Linked DNA regions of Sus scrofa: region 1 is linked to region 2. A link is a contact called in public Hi-C data. All regions are on one chromosome and are shown on one strand. The core of a region is the stretch at or near the end of the contact, and the rest is flanking DNA. Distances in the headings are between cores, read along the strand shown.

Region 1 (2,700 bases), core at 94-2,593, 1.0 Mb after region 2:
TGTGAGTTTGGGGTTAGTCAATGCAAACTATTGCATTTGGAGTAGATAAGCAATGAGATCTGCTATACAGCACGGGGAACCCTGTCTAGTCACTTCTGGTGGAATATGACTGAGGATAATATGAGAAAAAGAATGTATGTGACTAGGTCACTTTGCTGTACAGCAGAAATTGACAGAACATTGTAAATCAACTATAATATAAAAAAAAATCTGGAGTTCCCGTCGTGGCGCAGTGGTTAACAAATCCGACTTGGAACCATGAGGTTGCGGGTTCGGTCCCTGGCCTTGCTCAGTGGGTTAAGGATCCAGCGTTGCCTTGAGCTGTGGTGTAGGTTGCAGACGCGGCTCGGATCCTGCATTGTTGTGGCTCTGGTGTAGGCCGGTGGCTACAGCTCCAATTAGACCCCTAGACTGGGAACCTCCATATGCTGCGGGAGCGGCCCAAGAAATAGCAAAAAAAAGCCAAAAAAAAAAAAACTTACAAAAAAAGACAAAAAGTATCTTGAAGTGGAAAAAAAATACTAGGTTGGAATGGTGCATGCAGGCATAAATGTAAGTCATTCTACTGCACAAGAACCTTCCTCGCTCCAGCCTTTCCTTTTCACCACCCAACTGCTTGCGTATTTTCTCATAAATCCATCTTCTTATATATGTATCATGTAAAGGACCAGCTGGGATGTGACTATTACAGCAGTTACTAACTAATGCTAGATGATCCTGTTTCCTTACTTGAACTGAAAGCAGTGCTCATAGCTGAACCAATAAACCCCTTTTGTAAAGCAAAGCAAAGCAGAGCACCTGGTTTATTTCTAAATCTTGTGTCTTTCTGAAATATTGCTTTTTTAAATGGAAGGATAGTTTATTTATAATGTTATGTTTCAGTTATACTGAATTTGTTCTTTTTTTAGATTCTTTTCCATTATAGGTTGTTCCAAGATATTGAATGTAATCCCCTATACTGTACAGTAGGTCTTTTCTATTTATCTATTTTATATGTAGTAGTGTGTATCTTTTAATCTCAAACTTCTAATTTATCCCCTCTGCCTCAGTAACTAGCCATAGGTTTGTTTTCTATGTCTGAGTCTATGAAATAATGCTTTTTTAACCTTAGAAAAAAGATAGCAATCTATCTCTCCACCAGGAAAGTTTTATCCTCAGTTTAGTTTGTTCCTGCTCCCTGATGCTAGTTATCTGCTGAGATTTGGGCCACTGATCATGGTGTTGTGTATTTTAATGATAAAAGATCGTCTGGTATCTCTGAATGACAGTCAGGACTCCCAGACACTATATAAGCAGAGAGTCACCTTGAAAGGATGTAAACCCTGTCTGACTTCTGTAGGTTGCTGATAACTTTCAAAAGCAGAGACCCCACCCCATGCCCGGAACACACACATACTTTATCACACTGGGTGTGTTGATTGAATCAAGTTGGAGACTTGTAAAGAGCTGGGAAGGGGAAGATAACTCTTCAGCCATCCTGCCTGAGAAAACTCAGTGGAATCCCTCTTAAAGCTAAGTTGAGGTCACTCTGAGAGTGGAGAATGTTGGCAGGCAGTGGAGTCCTCTGTGCTTCAAAGACCTGCAGGATAACACCCTACTTTTATGTTAATGCAAGACAGAAATAAACTTTTGACAATAATATACAGATTATTTGGAACAAAATAATCTAAGCATTTGCAAAGTTTGATAGATTGTGATGAATAATTTCAACCCGCCCTGAGTTTGTCCTCTCAGTATTAGAATTAGTTCAAAACAAATTCTCTAGTTTGTGGAGACAATTTTCATTTGCAAGAATAGTACTCAGCTGTTGGATTTTGGCCAGGGATTTTAGAATCATTTTATGCTTTTGGCAGCTAACTTGCTTGAATCTGAGTGGTGGTGGAGTGGGGGTAGAGAGATGGAGAGAAACAGAAAACAGTAACTGAAAAGTTAATAAATCCAATTTAATTGAAAAGGTTGTCTTTGGGGCACTTTTTTTTTTATAGATATAGAGAGTTAATCATTAATTAGAACTGTAAAAGTAACTTTTTCATAAAATGTACAGTATTAAAGAGTTCATACTAGTTATGAAATAATTACCTCTGAATAAAATGCAATTTTGTTATAGAACATGCAGAAAAGTTTACAATCTGGACTGGCTTTCCTCTGCATCACCTGTTTGACTTTTATGTCATAGCTTTCTCCACCATCAGAAGAGAACAAAAATACAAATAACTTAAGGCTTTCTTTTCAGACACAAATTTCTTTTCAGAATTGATTGAATTCTGGTCTATGGAAGAAACAAGAGTTCAAGGTTTGGAATGGGGGAGATGAGCGTCTGAGACCCAGATAAACAGGCTGAGGTCTGATTAGCATTTATTTTTGCCAATGGTGTTAAAATGAATTCTCCCCAAGCCATGCTGCCTTTTTGGAATAATTTTTAGTTTGCCCATCTAGCCCTCGAAGAGGGTGGCTCTGGGCTCAATCACCCAGGATGTTTGCTTATAATCCCAGTGAGGAGAAAAAAAAAAATCCGGATGAGAGGGGGGAGTTTTTCTCTGCTTATGCCAAGAATCTACGTTTCTGTGTGGTTGAGACCCCATCCATGTGAGAGAGGCTCTATTACATTCTTATAACTCAGAATTGATTTCCTAAGGAGAGACCTTTTCCTAACATTTAATTTTGGTGAAAAAAAAAATACATTCTTAAACCTAAAAATCA
Region 2 (2,700 bases), core at 161-2,660:
AGGGTGTGTGTGTGTGTGTGTGTGTGTGTGTGTGTGTGTGTGATCTGTACATAGGCAGCAGATCAACAGGCTTGTGTGGCTGAGGCTTCATGCAGACACAGATGAAACTAGCTCAGGTGGTGGCCTCCAACTGCAGAAAATTCTTTGTTTTGCCTTTCTCTCATCTGAAACCATTGCCAGTTTTATCTGAGTACTATCTGGGGCGCATTTCCATTTGGATTTGGAGACTTAAGGCTATAAAACTTTCCAAAAGTGATGTCCAACTGGGCCAGTAGGGGAAACCATGATGCAATCATAGAGTACTTATTTATTTTTTGATTGCAGTTTCCTGTAATGATACTATATTTCTATACTGTGAGACATATTTTGCTTAAATTTATTATATATGTATTTTTATTTTCACTTTTCATAAATTATGCACATTTATGTAAAATAATGCACATTTATGTAGAAAATTTGCAAATGTAAACTATAAAGAAGCTAAAAAATTGTGCATATTCTTAGCAAGCATTGTTATTTTAAGCTGAATTAATTCTAAAAGAAATTTTATTCTTATTAGTTCCTATGCATACAGTCATTTTATTGAAAATATGATAATATAAACACTAGTTTTATCCTTAACCAACCAAACCTATTTACTATGACCCTAAAATATGATGGGGACCTGTTAAGATGCCATCAAACATCCAGAGGACATGGAATATGTGTCCTGAATTTCTGTTTCTGTTTTAACAGTGGAGTTAATATTATTACTTATCCCATACCCACCACTGGACTAAATTCTTTGTATGGATCAGCAATTTAATACTTATAACAAGTTTATAACAAAAGTGCTATTATTAGGTTTCCACTTTACAGGTGGAAAAGTTGAGATGAGATATATTAAGTTATTTGACCAAGGTTACACACTAGTAAGTGGTAGGTCGGATTCTGACCACTCCTGTGTTCTGAAACCCTAAACATCCTTCTCCTAAACATGAAAGTGCTTAGTTTCTTAAAGAGATAAACGCCTAACCATGTCAGTCAGGACGTATTTGAGCACATGAAAGGGCAACAAAGTACATCCCTTCACTTTGATTTCAGCAGAAACACATCCCCTGTATCAAGCGATGACAAGCCCCATGGGGCTGTGCTCAGGCGACAGGCTGGAAATGCATGTGTGTGGCAGGCAGGCTTGTGAGATCACATCCGAAGGCTGGCTGGACTCATTTCAGACCTTTGGAGTGTTGATTTAGACAAGAGGGAGAAGACGCAAACCCTTCTTCTTTGGCTTAGAAGATTATGGATCTGCAACTTCAAAAGCTGTTTGCAATTTTATATTCACATCTCACTGCCAAGGTGCTTGTCTTATCTTAAGTCAGTTGGCTGGAGCTGCTCTGAGTAAGTCGGGCGGTTCCCTTCTGCTTTTGGAAGGGAGTAACAGGGGGAAGAAGAGGGGTGGGCTGTGGAGAGATTTCCGTGGCTGAGAGGATGATTCTAGTGGAAGGAAGGGAAGTAGGCTGAGAGGAGGAGGGAGGAGGACCAGGGAATGATGGGGGGAGAAGAAAGGAAAGGCCCTTTCCTCATCTGTGCTAGTGTGGGAGGCTGTGATCCAAACAGAAAGAATACAGGGAGTTGCCTTTGTGGCTCAGCAGAAATGAATCCAACTCATATCCATGAGGATGCGGGTTGAATCCCTGGCCTTGCTCAGTGGGTCGAGAATCCAGTATTGCCGTGAGCTGTGGTGGAGCTCTCAGACCTGGCTTGGATTCCGTGTTGCTGTGGCTGTGGTGCAGGCCGGCAGCTACGGCTCTGATTCGACCCCTAGCCTGGGAACTTCCATATGCTGTGGGTGAGGCCCTAAAACACAAAATAAATAAAATAAAATAAATGAAAGAATACAGGACCCAGAGTCAGACCTGGTTAGAGTTCTGACTCTCTAGCTTTGGGATCTTGGTCAGCTTATTGTACCTCTCCTTCGTGCCTATTCTCTTCTGCACTGTTTGTCTCGTCCCTGTTTCTTGCGAGGCTCAGATGGTAACGTTGCCCTAACGCTCCTGCCCAGCTCAATCTAGAAGGCAAGGGATCAGGATGGATACTCTGTCTTTACTCTTCATCAGCTCTCTGACCTTGGGCAGGGCAAAGCTGCAGTTTCCTCACCTGTCAGATCTCTAATGTACCCGCCCTTCTTACTTCACAAGGTTTTTGAGAGACTCAAAAGAGATCAGGTATTTGAAAAGATTTTGTGAACCAAAAAGGATTATGCAGTAGTCCCCCATTATCTCTGGAGATGTTGAACCTGGGTATACTATGTTGTTTCTCATCATACATAACTGTCATAAGGTTTAATCTATAAATTAGGCACAGTACGAGATGAACAATAATAATAATAAAATAGAACAACCACCACAATATATTGTAATAAAACTTATGTGAATGTGGTATCTCTCTCTCTCTTAAAGTCTTATAAATTTAATACCTTTTCCATCTTAAGCACTGATCATGCACTGTGACCTTAACTTTTGCTTTTCGAGGTGCAGAACTAGTGCAAATTTCTTTTCCTCCTTCACAATTTTTCTGGTCAAAGATTTGCTCCTACTGTAAATATTAGCAACCTAAACATGATTTTTTTTTCTTTTCTTATTAAATCAAATACTTTTACCTTTTCACATAGGAAGCACTTTATAGCTTCTCTTTGGCATGTCTGAATTGCCAGCATCA

What was found. A called contact is a pair of places that touch in the nucleus more often than the background predicts.
Region 1: a Hi-C map of omental adipose tissue shows a contact between it and region 2, with 2.3 times the contacts expected there. The contact joins two enhancer-like sites. A contact is called at or near these places in 1 of 5 promoter capture datasets (liver), 25 of 47 Hi-C or Micro-C datasets (adipose tissue, alveolar macrophages, blood and 14 more) and 2 of 2 datasets of contacts at active chromatin or transcription factors (alveolar macrophages and skeletal muscle).

What each region holds. Positions count from the first base shown.
Region 1 is chr2:91,795,823-91,798,522 of Sscrofa11.1, forward strand. The region is part of intron 12 of VCAN (versican); the gene reads left to right. Among named protein-coding and RNA genes, the nearest start is that of VCAN, 97 kb to the left of the region's middle. Within about 2 kb of position 1,344, at least 17 of the 83 cell types and tissues checked have an H3K27ac peak or open chromatin away from gene starts, as enhancers often do. A contact at or near this core is called in omental adipose tissue, where this site is marked.
Region 2 is chr2:90,771,616-90,774,315 of Sscrofa11.1, forward strand. No RefSeq gene overlaps it. Among named protein-coding and RNA genes, the nearest start is that of ATP6AP1L, 92 kb to the left of the region's middle. Within about 2 kb of position 1,411, at least 6 of the 83 cell types and tissues checked have an H3K27ac peak or open chromatin away from gene starts, as enhancers often do. A contact at or near this core is called in omental adipose tissue, where this site is marked.